2 separate regions of the Ovis aries genome follow, and region 2 is linked to region 1. The links are chromatin contacts, called in public Hi-C maps. All regions are on one chromosome and are shown on one strand. Each heading gives the region's core, a stretch centred on a gene start, on an enhancer-like site or on the middle of the called end of the contact. The rest is flanking DNA. Distances are from core to core; before and after follow the strand shown. Region 1 holds the start of ZNRF1 (zinc and ring finger 1). Region 2 overlaps ZNRF1 (zinc and ring finger 1).

Region 1 (7,025 bases), core at 1,272-3,771:
TAAGGATAATGATGTTGATAAAACTTTCCAGAGCCCCCCATCCCCTCAGGATACAGTTCACGGCTACCCTGGGCCCTTTTGTCAGCTCTGAGGACCAGCTTCATCTCTGGTTCCCACTCCTCTTCGCAGCTCTACTGCGTCTTCCAGCTCCTTTGAACATGCTGTTCCTTTTGTCTGGAACATTCTTCTCTTCCTGAAACACAGCTAATTCCCCACCCCTACCCTGCTTTCCCTGGCTAATCTCCAACTCATCTTTTAGGTCTTGGCTTGGAATCACTATGTCTGTGCCTGTCTCCTTCCATCAGCACACGGTCTTGAATTACTCATTCATTCATTTCATAAACATACACTGAGTGTTGCTTACTTGCCAGGCACTGCTTTAGGCTGATCTACCACACTGGAGTGTCACTGCCTGCGTTGATACCTCATATATATGTGTGTGTGTTATTGCACTGTAATTCACATATCATCAAATTTACCCTCTCAGTGCTTTTTTTTTGGTATATGCACAAGGTTGTACAACCATCACCATGATCTAATTCCAGAACATTTTCATCACTCCAAAAATAAACCCAGTAGCAGGCATTCTCCATTCTCCCCTCCCTTCCTTCCCCCAACCCCCACCTTTCTTTCTGTCAATAAATTTGCCTATTCTGGACATTTCATACTTCTTTTACTTAGTGTTTTCAAGATTTATTCATGTAGTAGCATGTATCAGCACTTCTTTTTTTTTTTTTTCCTAAGCTGGACTCCTTCTTTTTTTTTTTAGCATTTCGTTCTTTTAATGACTGTCCATTGTATGAATATATCACATTTGCTTTACCCATCCACCAGTTGATGAACATTTAGGTTAGTGTTTCTTCTGAAGCCCTGTGAGAACAAGACTCCATTTGTTTTGCTCACTGTCATATCCCAGAACCTAGTGCAATACCTGGCACTTATTAGAAATTCATATTTTGGGAATTACCTGGCTGTCCAGTGGTTAGGACTCTGCTTTCACCATTGGGGGCCCAGGTTGGATTCCTGGTTAAGGAACTAAGGTTCCACAAGCCTCCCAGTAAAGAAAAAAAAAAAAAAAAAAAAGGTTTATATTTTGTTCAACTTTTAAAAAAAAGTGTTGAATGAATAGGTAAATCAAAAGCTAGTTAGATGGTTATAATTCTTATGGATTATATATTTATCTCCTCAGTAGAGATCTGGGGAGGGTATCCTCTTTTCTGCACAGTACTGAACTACCTGTCTTCTTTCTTCAGGGAGGAAACTGGGTTAAATTTAACCTTTCTTGTTTTTCTTCAAATCACTCATTTGGATCTTAGCTGTATACAAATTCCCCATTTGGAAACTTACAGATAATGTTTTGGGTATTAAAACATTGTTTTTTCCTTCATCATTTCTCATACAGAAATCTCAACTTCCTTCTGCAGGGCTTTTTGCTGCTTGCAAAGGCCGCCTATTCCTTCCAAGCTGGTCACACTGAGACAATCAATACCTATGACAGATCAACCTTTCTTTTTTCAGTTTTAATATTTCTTTGCACCCTGTTTTGGCTCCTTGATTTGGAAGTATCTGACATTTAGAACAAGGAAGTCAGTTAGACCAGGGACTGAGTGACAGACAGTCCTAGGCAGCACTCAGCACTTAAAAAAATAGCTGTTGAACAAATGAATGAACGAAAGAATGGAATGAGTGAGTGAATGTGAATATGTGAGGGAGACATTGCAAAACGCAGACTCGGTGAGCAAATATTGGGTACCTGCTGTGTCCCAGGCCCTGCGATGCATACCTGGATAAACGGTAAACAAAACAGGAGTCCTTCCTTGAACCAGGGAGTTTCTAAAATCACTAGTTCTAGCTGCATTATTAGATTTCCACGTCTGTTATTTTTTTTTAATCGTACACCTGATGATTTTCAGAGTCGCATTTTATCTTAAGGATCTACCCATTTGCTTAAGTCCAAAATAGGAAGTTCTGATCTATTGGCAGCAAAATCTGAAATCACAAGCAACACCCCCCCTACACACCCCCCAGCCCTGTTTAATCCCGGAAAAACTATCGAGCCCCAAAACGCTAAACTTCCTGGTGTTGGGGATTCCAGGACATTGAACCTCAGATAGAACGGACAGCAAGTCCACCAGAGGGTGCTGCGGGGGCAAATTCGTGCCGGGAAGGGAGCTTGACCAGTGACCCTCGGGGCTAGGTAGGCGTCTGGAGTCCTTTTTCTTCTTCCCCGGGTTTCTTTCCCACCCTTTGGACCACCGCCGCCCCTCCGCCCACGGGGGGATTCCCCCTGAATGACCAGCTGCTCTTGGGGGCTTAAAGGTGCCGCGTCGCCTCTGGTCCTGAGCTCCAGCGGCTCGGACCACGCCTGCCCCGGGGCCATCGGACAGGGCAGGGCCGGGCCGGGCGGGGCGGGCGAGGCGTCCACGCCCCGAGTCCCCGCCCGGCGCCGCGCGGGCCGCGAAGGGGTTAACGCGGGGGGCGGGGGCGGGGGCGCCGCCGCGCCTGCGCGCTGCCGCCCTCCATTGTCTCCGCGGCGGCGAGGAGCGCCGGCGAGCGCAGCCCGGGAGCGAGCGGCGCGGCCGGCGGGGCCCGCGCGGCAGGGCCGAGAGCGCGACGCGAGCGCGGCTTCGCGAGCTCCGCGGGCCGCCGGCGCCGCAGCCCGCCCGGGCCTCGGGGGTCCGGGCCGCCGTCCCGGCCGCGGCGTCTTGAGGCGGCACGCGCCGGCGCCCCCGCCCTCCTCCTCCGGCGGCCGCTGCCGGGCGGGCGGCCTCCTCCCCGCGGCGCCCGGCCCTCGGGAGCCCGGGGGCGGCCTGGGGCGCGCCGAGCCCGCGCGCCTCGCCTCTCCGGACCTTGAGGGGAATCATGCGCCGGGCTCGGGACGCCTGCAGCCCGTAGTCTGGGTCCTGCTCGGGTCCTCTCTTTTTCCTTTTTCCCTTCCCCTCCGGTCTCCTTTTTGCTCCCCCGTATGCCCGCCCAGCCCTGCCCCCGCCGCTGAGGACAGGGGGAGGGTCTCGGCCTGCAGGCTCCCGCCCCGCCGGGGCCCGGGCGAGCATGGGCGGCAAGCAGAGCACAGCGGCCCGCTCGCGCGGCCCCTTCCCGGGGGTCTCCACCGACGACAGCGCCGTGCCCCCGCCGGGAGGGGCGCCCCACTTCGGGCACTACCGGGCGGGCGGCGGGGCCATGGGGCTCCGCAGCCGCTCGGTCAGCTCCGTGGCGGGCATGGGCATGGACCCCAGCACGGCCAGCGGGGTGCCCTTTGGCCTCTACACCCCCGCCTCCCGAGGGACCGGCGACGCCGAGAGGGCGCCCGGCAGCGGAGGGTCGACGTCCGACTCCACCTATGCCCACGGCAATGGTTACCAGGAGACGGGTGGCGGTCACCATAGAGACGGGATGCTGTACCTGGGCTCCCGAGCCTCGCTAGCGGATGCTCTACCTCTGCACATCGCACCCCGGTGGTTCAGCTCGCACAGTGGTGAGTCCGCGGGCGCCAGAGGCCTCGGAGGGTGGGGTGCCAGGGAGGGCGCGCCGAGGTGCCCCGCACCTTCGCACGCGTGCACGCAAAAGGTCTGGAGGTAAAAGTGCGGTACCTGGATCTGGCTGTCGTCCTCTTGGTTCCCGAAGCCAAGGGATGAATGGAATACCCACTCTCTAGAAATGAGGCTTTCTGAGAGGCCGAGGAGAGCCAGGTGTGTGAGGACTTCAGGCGTTGGTTCACTTGTGGATGCCTGTTGAAGTCTCATTCATTGGCCTCCCCGTCCTCAGAGAAGTCTGGCTGGTCGCAAGTCGGCCTCCGTGCTTCCTTTCTGTTACTGCTGCATTGTGCTGGGTGCACCGGTAACACAGAAGGGATCCAATTGGACCGAGCATCTCAGACAAAGGATGTGAAGAGAAGATTGGGGCCAAGTGGGGTTTGGATGAGGGCACTTGCTCTTGCTGGAGAAGTGGGTGCCCAGTTTTGCGGCTGTGCTGGAAATCTGAATTGTTTAAAATGGAGCGGCCGACAGGCTGCTGCCATAGACAGGTGTGGCCTGCTGGTCGGAGGGCGCAGCCAGGGAGCCTCCCTGGGAGGCTTTGCGTGACTGGGGCCCTGGTTACCCGTGCTGCATGCAGTAGCAGCCTTGGCTCAGTGTCTCTTGGATCCCTCCATCTTTCTTCTTCTCCTCCATGCTGAAGTGCTTGGGTATTCTGCATCTTCTTGTGACCAAGACATGGCAGTTCTCTTGCACTGCTGTTGGCACATGTCGGGGGGAAAGGAGGAGTCAAAGGACCTGGATGAATTCATTTTGTGAACTTCTGGTGACAGGTCAGCAAAAAGCTGGAGGAGGATTTCCTAGACTCTGGCAGGGCAGAAAAGACACTGGCAGGAGCTTCTGGAGGAAAACAGGTCTGTCTGCTTAGCTAACCTGAGAAACCAGGTTAGGCCTCCAGAAAATTGGTCAGAAGGGGTGTGGGGCTGCTATTTACTAATTGGCGAGTTGGAGTAAAGAAGTTAACATATTCAGACTCCTTTGGGCGACTTCAGAAAATTTAGATACTGTGTAGAAGAAAGATTGCTCTATGGAGGATTTATCTGTTGGATCACTGCTTGCTCTTGTGAAATAGGGGAGACACTTTGGATCTCTATTTCTGGAAATAATGTTAATTTTTTTTTCAGTTCTTTAAACCGATTGTGAAATGAGTTTTCGGGAGGAATAGTGACTAATTTAGGGTAATCCTTGAAAGTGGCTTTTAATTGCTAGGATGGAATTTTAATCCCTGAACAGACTTCTAGATATAATTTGGACACTGCCCTGAAGAGATGTAGGGTGTGATTACCTCTGGCACTTTCAGACATCATTTGATCAGCTTTAGACATCTTAAACTTAGTAATCTTCCTTATAAAATTTGGTCCAGAAAGGGTCAGGTGTATTTTTGAGGTGATTGTAGTTAAGTTTTTAAGAAAGCTGTCATTAGTGTCTGAGTTTAAACAGAAAAGCACTATAAGACAGTTCTCAAAAGTCACAGGTAGAATTTTGTGTGTTGCAGGAATGTAATCTTAGAGTAGGAGTTCCCTTTTTCCACTCAAATTTCTTTTCTTTTACCAGAAAGTTCTTTTTCCTTATTCCGCCACCAGGTTCCATGCCAGAGTTATGAGCTTGCATTTGGATTCTAAAATTCAGACTCTTCAGCTGTAAAACGTTAATTTTTTTTTTTTTCCTTTTTCCAGCTAGAGGTTAGGAAGACCTGCTGAACCAGGGACTACAGGGAAAGTTGAAGCATATTAATCCCTTGAGGGATTGACATTGAAGTGTGTGTTGGGGGGGGCTGCTGTTAATATTTCGGGTAATCTGGTCATCATAGGGCCATCCTGGCCTTTGCAGGCATTGAACATGCCGGGCTCTGCCCATTCAGCGCCCCCACAAATTTCAGAGCGCTCCTGGTTGGGGCTTGAGAACCACTGCCTTAGGGATTTGTTGTTTTATGCAAGTGAAATAATTAGTTTTTCCTGTGCAGCGCACTTGAGAGGAACTTTGATGCTTCTGTTCTTCTGCAGTGGTGGTTCTCCTCACCTTCTGAAATAGGCCACAAGCCCTTCCTTCCAGGACATCCCCTTCCTTTCTTGTTCACTGCTCGCTTGCTGTGAGACAAGAAACTTGTTTCCGTCGTGGGGCCTTTGGGTAAGGTCCCAGCAGTTCTCACTCTCGTGTCTGAGGAGCAGAGGAGTAAGGGTTTCAGGGCACGGTTGACTAGGTGTCTGAAGTTGTTGTGATGTTGTTTGTGTTTCCAAGGTGCTTTTGGATCTCTTCATGGGCACAAAAAACAGACGTCTGAGAAGCAAGTAGGGGAGTTCAGTGAGCACGAGGCTTCCTCAGAGGGATTGAGCTGACACGGTGTCAAGGGGCAGAATGCTAGGGTCCCAGGAGCTGGGACCGTGGACGAGACACCTCACCTCTTTTGAGTCTTGTCTTGGTTATTTTAAAAATACAGATAACAGCCTGTAAAGGCTGTTCCCCAAATCTTGTGACAATACATGGCAGTCACATTTGCCCTCGCCGGGGTCGTGACCCTAGCTTGCACCCTCTGCTCCCTTTGCCTGGAATGCTTTTCTGTCCATTCTGTACATGGATAACTTTTTATGATCCCTTGAGGCTTACCTTAAATTTCTCCTCAGGGACCACTCTTAAAAACTGCCTCCCTCCTGTGAGTCTCTTCCATCACTCACCTGTTGCCTTAATAGCACTTAACACGCTTTATTTATCCGTTTACTCTTTCTGTTTACGTCATCTGAAGTTTTACTCCATGAGCGCAGGACTGTGCCTCTTGACCACTGTTGTAACTCCTGCACTCTGTGTGCCAGGCACAAATATTTGTTGAGTGAGTGAATTTGAATGCTGTATATCCATCATGTCATTACTCATCACTGTAACAGTAGGAGGTAAAATGTTTTTATTCCCATTTTACAGGTGAGGAAACTGAGGCGTAGAGGGAGATTAAGGAACCCCCACAAGGCCGGACAGCTAATGGGGGGCAGAGCTGGGATTGCAGTGTAGGCCTGCCAGCGTCAGAATCCATTTGACCTCTTAGCCATTACCCTCTGCTTCCTCTCATCCTAAAACAGAGGAAGCTGGGGAGCCTTGTGGAAATCTCCCTGGCCTGCTTGTCAGAGGGCTGGGCTCCTTTCCTGCTTGGGCCGCTCCTTAACTGCCTGACTTGTGACCTTGTGCAGGTGAGTCCTTTCACCTCGAAGTTAACCGTTTCTCCACCTGTTAAAATGGAGATCATACCTTCTCTGCCCACCTTACCGGGTGACTGTTGTGGCCTCACGAGAGGCTGTTTACGAAAGCCAAGTAACTTGCAGTGGGAAGTTCTTATCTTACAGGGGTCACTTCCGTAGTTCTCTGCCTTCTTTCACCTCCTCAGAATCTGCTGGGCAGAGAGAGACTTAGAATCGTGGGGACTCTTTGTCCAGAATGAAAGCAAGTGCCCTCTGCTGAAATCTGACCTGTATTGAGGGGGCCATCTGTAGTTAACAAATGCCGTTT
Region 2 (7,025 bases), core at 2,240-4,739, 34 kb after region 1:
CTTAGGCGTACGGCAGGTTGAGCAGCTAATGAGAACACAAGCCAAGGCCAGCTCCAGAACAGTGATAGCTGGGGTGTTTCCCTTCACCTGGATGTCTCACCAGTAGCTGGCACTCCATAAATGCTTAATAGGGGTAAGAGAGCATCTGCAATAAAGGACAAGTTGAGGATAATGGCTTTATCTTCTCTGTTCTTTTTGAGCCTTCCTTATGTTAAAGCCACCCTGTGTAGCCATGAGTTGTGAAGAGGCCTGGCCAGTTCCGGTTCCCCCTTCATTGAGTAACCAGCAGCTCCATGGTTTTATCAGATTTTTTTTTTCCACCTGTTCTTGCCTAAGCCTGTAACACATTATCACTCAAAGCAGAGATGCTTTTATCTTTTCAGAAGCTTGCCAGAGGAAACTGGTATTTCCCTTCCTCAATTTAACTTAGAGGAACACTTTATCTGTGTCTTGCAGAGGAAGGCTGTTCATCTTTTAACGTTTTAAATGTGTAGTTCTTTTGAACAGGCTGCCTTCCAGACAGTAGTTTTTATCTTCCTTCCCTTTCATCAGGCCTCTTTGGGCCAGATTTGCTTAAACCCAGCTTATGTTTGTTTGAGCATTTGACTGTAGGCAGGGTATCCTTCTAGGCCCTAACAGATCTGCAAAAATGGATAAAACGTGGTTCTGTCCCTCATGGAGTTTATGCTCTACTCAGAGAGACAGTATAGAACGGAGCAGATAGGAGAGAGGAGGATCTCAAATGGAGTTCTGGTTTCCAAAGAATCTGCGTGAATCAGAAGGCACCGTTGCATGTTTTAAAACCCAGATCTTGACTTTCAGAATTTAATCCTTAGAAGTCTCTTGCATGGTTTAACCATCAGCCTTGCTGGGTAAAGAACAGGCCCCTTATCCTGGTGACTCAGTCTGCTGCCACTGATTTTGCAAGGATCAAATTGTTTGATGGACGTTCTGTTTTCCCTTGGAAAAAAGGGCTGTAAATGTAATGAATGTACCAAGAGTGACATATGCAGTAGCGATATTTTAAGGACGTTATCTGTTATTTCATATTTTATTCTTCAAGGGGAGCTTAACATGTTCTCTGTCACCCACCGGCCTGTTGATAGTGGGATTTTTTTTTTTCTCCAGCGTTGTGAGATGTTTTTTCTCCAACTTTGCTTAGTACTTCATCTGAAGGAGGCAGTGGCAGAGGATTTGAAGCAGTGGTTCTATGAGCTGCCTCCCTTGTCCCTCTCTGTACCATGGGAAACCCTCATCTTTCGCAGGGTCTCTGGCAGGTGCCCTGGCTGGCTCAGTGGGCAGTGCTTGTCTGGAGGCCTCAGGGACTCCATGAGGGGTGTGTAGTTTGAGCGCCTGTTGTGAGACGTTTGTTTCTTTGTTTTTAATCTAACCCGCACCCATGCAAAATAGGTTCCTCCATGCCAGTACCAGAATAACCCTGGCCAGAGCTCAAGAAAAACCTGGTAACTGACCTAAAATTAAACGCATGAACTCTCTCTGCCCTTCTCATTACAGTTTTTTATTAGGCATTCTTGATTTTTTTCCCCTCTTAGGAAAAGGCTGGGAGTAGGCACTGAAGTCATTGTCCTAGGCATAGAGAGAGGATGGATGAGTGGGGAATGGTGACTGCTAATAAGCATAGGAGGGGCCAGTGCAGGTTTTCCTGGATCCAAGATTTCTTTTTTAACCTAGCTGTAAAGATTCCTTGACATTATCAGTCCCTGGCTTCATCCAAGGTATCCCAGTTATGGTCCTGATTTGACATGAACCTGGTGCCTGTAATCCTTTGACTTGGCTGAAAATTCTCTTTAATGACCTCACTGAGCGCTCCCAAGTGGAGAATGTGGTGTATTTATATCCCTGGCACCTTTCAGATTATCGGCGATCACACTAGCCACAAGCAAGGGCACTGCCTAAAGTTGGTTTTTATTCTGACTTAAAAATTAGATGTCTTGAAACCTTAAATTGTTTTCTCTGCTGGTTTTATCTTCCTGCTGGGTAGGAACAGTATGGGAGTGAGCTTTAAGAGTCTCCTAAGAAAGCATATGTGTACGGATAGTAGAGAAGAGTACTGTGGGTCTTTTAAAATCATGAACTCCTTAGAAGTTTTTTAAGTTTGTATTCATCTGGACCTCAAAGAGTATTTCTATCCAAAAAATGAAGTCTTTCAAATATATAGAACAGTACAGAAAATGATATGGCAAACATCTGTGTGCCTGTCACCAAGATGAAATGTCTAACATAAACACCCTGCCTGTGGGTTTATCTGCACTTGTACTTACATGGGTCTCCATGATTTGTGGGTATTAAAAATGAATAGATAGAATATCTATTTCTTTGTAACTTGCCTTTTTTTTTTTTAAAATTCAGAGTTGTGTTTTTGAGATATATCTGTGCAAATCCAGCCTCTTTATTTTAGAGATAACTGTTTTGTAGTGTCCCCTTGATCTGTGGATAAGTATAGTTCAGTTTCTTTACCCATTTGCACAGTGAGGGACAGTTAATTATGGTAACTGTTTGTTCTCTAACTGTCGTTAGCGCTTTGGGAGGAGTGCTGTTGACTTTCTTGTGTGTAGATCTCACATCTGGCAGCTTTTCTTAGCATTTCTTAGTTCTCGCAGTTTTGTAGATTCGCCTGCTTTCCTCATGCAGATAATCATACTACAGTGGTGTCTCTTCCCTTCTTGTCCTTGTATCTTTTGTCTCTGTCACATTGTTAGGTTGCTAGGGCTGCCATAGCAAGGTCCCACCAACTGAGCGGCTTAGACAGCAGAAGTTTATTACAGTCCCAGAGGCTGGCGGTTTACGATCAGGATGTCCACGGGGTTGCTTTCTTCTGACCCTCGCCCCTTGGCTTATGGATGGTCTGTGTCTTTACATGGCCTTCCCTGTGTGTGTGTGCGCTGGTCCCACTTGGCATACGGACACGACTCATGTTGGACTAGGGCCATGCTAATGGCCTGATTTTACCTTAGTGACCTCCTTCACCGCCCCGTCTCCAAAGACAGTCATATTAAGGGTTACTGGGCATTCAGACTTCCACATGGGACTTAGGAGGGCCACGCTCCAGCCTTTAACACTGTGCTGTCTCAGCCGGCTCACACACCACCGAATGGAAGTAGTTACGGCGGATGCCCTTGATTTGTTCCTGACCGCAGAGGGATTTTAAGGGGAATGTTCGTAAACTTTCGCCTCTGAAAGTGCTCTGCTGTGACTTGTAGATGCTTTCCCTGGGCTCGAGAAGGTCCTCTCAGAGCCGTCTTTGCTCTCAGGAGTGGAGGCTGGAGACTTTCCAAACCAATGAGGGCCTGCTTTCATCAGTTAGAGCTCAGAAAACTTGAATACCTGGCTCTCCTCACAGCAGGGTCCAGAGAGATGACCTGGGCCCCGTCCAAGGGCTAATTTGGAAAGAGCAACTTGAGGCCGTGGAGGCGGTGTATGGACGGGTCAAATTCTAGCAAGTAAATGGCATCGGGGTAGGGTGTGGGCGGTGCGATGGTGGTGCTTTTCTCGAGTGTCCCGAGGCGGGAGGCTCCTTGTCGGTCCGCTTGCGCCGTGCTGTGTGTGGCCTTGTGCTCAGAAGCTCAGCTTCTCTCTAAGTTACCCTGCCACCACTGATCTTTTTTCTGCCTAAACACCATGGTGGTTTTCTGCCGAGTGCTTTTTTTTTTTTTTTTTTTGCAGTTTGTCCTCCCTTTCCTTCTGTTTGGGTTTACTCTATAGTTCTTTCCTCGGTTTTTGAGTTGGACACTCTCGCGAACGATTTTCCGTTATTTTTGTTTTCTAGTATATGCATTTTCACAACTTAATTGAGATACAATTTATATATAGTTCATCTATTTGAAGTATACAATTCTTTTAGTATTTTCAGAATTGTGCAGCCATCATCACCATCAGCTTAACCCCCAAAAGCAGCTCCATGCCTCCCGTCTTCTCTCCTACCCGCCGACCAAGTCTCCCAGCATTAAGCAGTCTACCTCCTGCATAGAGTTGCCTGTCCCAGGTTCTGCTTTGCTGTCCCACAAGTCTTTTAATCCGTAGAAGAAATTATTTTTTTTATCCTCTTATACTGTTTCTCTCTTAAAAAATCACTTCCACATTCACATAGGAAGCCTTTTGCTAATTTAGTATTCGGGATTCATGGCAGTAGAATATCTAGTGAAAACATTATTCTTAGATCTTTTGCTGAAGTTGGCAATTACATTTCCTTAGATGATCCGATACAAATGCATACTTTTATCAGCTCTGTCTTAAGTAGTATGGAAATGAGCTCTCCTGAAGTAAATGAACTAACTCTCCCTCAAATGATCTCCTGGGGACTTCTTTTTTTCTATAAGTTAGTTGGATTGAAACCACATTAAATCTTTCATTAATTGCTTCCAGTTCTTCCATTCTTTTCTAACCCCCACACTCATTACCATATTTACTTACCTTGATATATAAACATAAAAGTTTATAAATGTATAAGATAATGCTTTTCTTTTCCCCAACTTGTTATTTTGAAAAATTTCAGTCCCACAGAAGACTTAAAGAACAGGACTGCCAACACCTATATTCATTCCCCTCACCTAGATCCAGCCAATTAATGTTTTGTCATATTTGAACTCTCTTCGTTCTCACGCCCTTACCTCTCTCATGTATAATTTTTCCTGAGCAATTTAAAAGTTAAGGTGTACGTATCCACAGTATCTGTCAGATTGTACTGTTTTGGTACCCTGCTCTTGGTGGGTGGTTTTCCCGTGTGTTTTGTAATTTTTGACTGCGAGCTCATGGGCACCAGAGTAGGAGGTGCAAGCCTGCAGCTACAGAGCTCAGGAGAGGCCTTTTTTCTCTGTAGCATGAGGAGACCAGCCTCCTCCCCACCGTCACTTTCTCTTTTCAGTTCTCTTGGTTTCTGGTGCTTGGGGATTTCCAGTTCTTTCTTTTTGTTCTCCAGTAATATCAGGTATTTGCAGCAATAGGGTTTTCTGGTTTATCATATTACTGTAACTGGAAGTTCCCCTGGTTTTGATTTTCACAATTGAGAGACTCGGCACTTTAGATCATTTTTAAGGCTTAGGTTTATTCTGTGAACTTTTAGCAAGTGACTCAAGTTGTCACCTTTCTCACAGTTTAACAGATCCCAGAATCTTCGCTTCCAGCTTATTGTTAATCCCGATTACAAAAATCTTACGGGTTGTTTTTTCTTAACGGTTGGAGGTTGGAGAAGGGGTGGAGTGGTGGAAAGCGGCAGGAAGGACAGTGAGGCTGCTAAGCTGTAGAAGCTCCAAGTGTGTCCTGCTTTGCTTAATCTCCCTGTTCTTAGGGCATCAGCACATCAGCATTGAAATGTGTCAGAATGGTTGCCTTTTCAGTGTGCTCAAGCAGGAGCAAAGTTATCACGTTTTAAGAATCATGGTTCACTCCTCTGCTGAGGTTGTAGTTTGAAGGATTTATGACTTTTTTAACATTTTCTTTTTTTAGGCAGGATCTTATTTTCAACAACAGATGGAAACAGCTGTGTCTGGAGCATGTCCCCCTCTGCTTCTCATGAAATTTACTAGCAAATAATGGCTTGGGAACTCTGAAAGCTAAGAGAAACCCCTTTTGACAAACCTTGGCTTGGTTGTGAAACACTCAGTTTTCTTGAAACTTCCCTGTAAGTTTTAGTTTGCACATTTGCAGCTGCTCCTTTGTAACGTAGCATCTCTCTTTTTTTCCTCTTCTGTTGGTCCACTTGACCTACCTCTTTTCCCCCAGATTACCCATGTGGATGATCTCAATCCTGATATTACATGTAATGCCAAGAATGCCTGTCCGAGGGAAGGAAGGGGGTGTATTTAGACACTGTTGGTTTAGAAGTTTCGACAAACATTTCTGGTACCTGATTAAGTTTAGTTTTAGAATTAGAAGGTAAACTTTTTTGTGATTGAGAGAACTCTATAGAATTTTGATTTTTCTTCTCTATAGTCAGTGATTAGACTAAATGAGTCTAGGGAAATTTGGAATTGTCTGAGGAACTTTTGTTTAGATTCGCAGGAAGTTGTAAAAATAGTAGTGATCCCATACGCCTTCATACAGTTGCCCGCAGTGGTGTATGTCTTATGTAGCTGTGGCATTCTATCAAAATGAGGACATCGGCTTTGGTACCTTCGGGACGGCCCACAGGGCCCACAGACCTTATTCACATTTCACCGTTTGACGTGCGCCATGGGTGTGTGTGTGTGTGTGTGTGTGTGTGTGTGTGGTTATATCACATGTGTCAGCTGGAGTGCCCATCACCACAATCAAGCCATGGAATGTTCCATCACCACTGAGTTCTCTAATACTCCCCTTTATTGTCACACTCCACCACCACCCCGCCCCATTCCTTAGTGTCTGGCAACTGTGCGGATTTGTTCTCTGTCTCTGTAATTTGGTGATTTTGTTAATGCTGTATAAATGAATCACACAGGTACATAACTTTTAGGATTAACGCTTTACATTCAGCATAGTTCCCTTTCCAGGTTGTGTTTATCAGTAATCCATTCCTGTTTTGTTGTTATTGTTGTTACGTAGTATTCCACCGCAACTTGTTTAACCCGCTTGAGGAACTTCCAAAAAAATACTTGTTTTGCTGGTATAGTCATATCACTGCAACCACCACTACCTACCCGAAACACGTCTTTTTACTCTGCTTGTTATCGCCACATTTCTTTTCTTTTCATCTCGCCACGCAGTCTTATTTTTTGATGCATCTCAAAGTAAATGCAGTTATCTGCATGCTTCCCTCTGAATATTTCAACATGCATACCATTAACTGGTTTTTAGTGTTTGTTTATAGTTTCCCTTGGCGTGAAATTTTACACAGAGTGAGATGCATACATTTGAAGTATATATGTTCACTGAGTTTTGACAGTGTATACACAGGAACAATACAAACCTCCACCAAGATAAAAAAACTATACCACTCTGCCAGCCTCAGCTTGTGGGTCAGGACTTACAATGAGGCCCAAGCATTAGTCGTTTGCGAAGGTCCCCAACTTTGAGGAGGCTGGTTCTGACGT

The links. Hi-C and Micro-C count contacts between places; a contact is called where the count stands out from the background.
Region 2: a contact with region 1 is called in a Hi-C map of muscle, with 2.2 times the contacts expected there. The contact joins the enhancer-like site here to the promoter of ZNRF1 in region 1. A contact is called at or near these places in 3 of 16 Hi-C or Micro-C datasets (blood, muscle and tail adipose tissue).

What each region holds. Positions count from the first base shown.
Region 1 is chr14:1,850,003-1,857,027 of ARS-UI_Ramb_v3.0, forward strand. It overlaps ZNRF1 (zinc and ring finger 1), which reads left to right and starts at 2,522. Exons shown (of 5, transcript XM_027977626.2): 1 at 2,522-3,475. The coding sequence starts at 3,052.
Region 2 is chr14:1,883,197-1,890,221 of ARS-UI_Ramb_v3.0, forward strand. The region is part of intron 1 of ZNRF1 (zinc and ring finger 1); the gene reads left to right. Among named protein-coding and RNA genes, the nearest start is that of ZNRF1, 34 kb to the left of the region's middle. Within about 2 kb of position 3,490, at least 8 of the 54 cell types and tissues checked have an H3K27ac peak or open chromatin away from gene starts, as enhancers often do. A contact at or near this core is called in muscle, where this site is marked.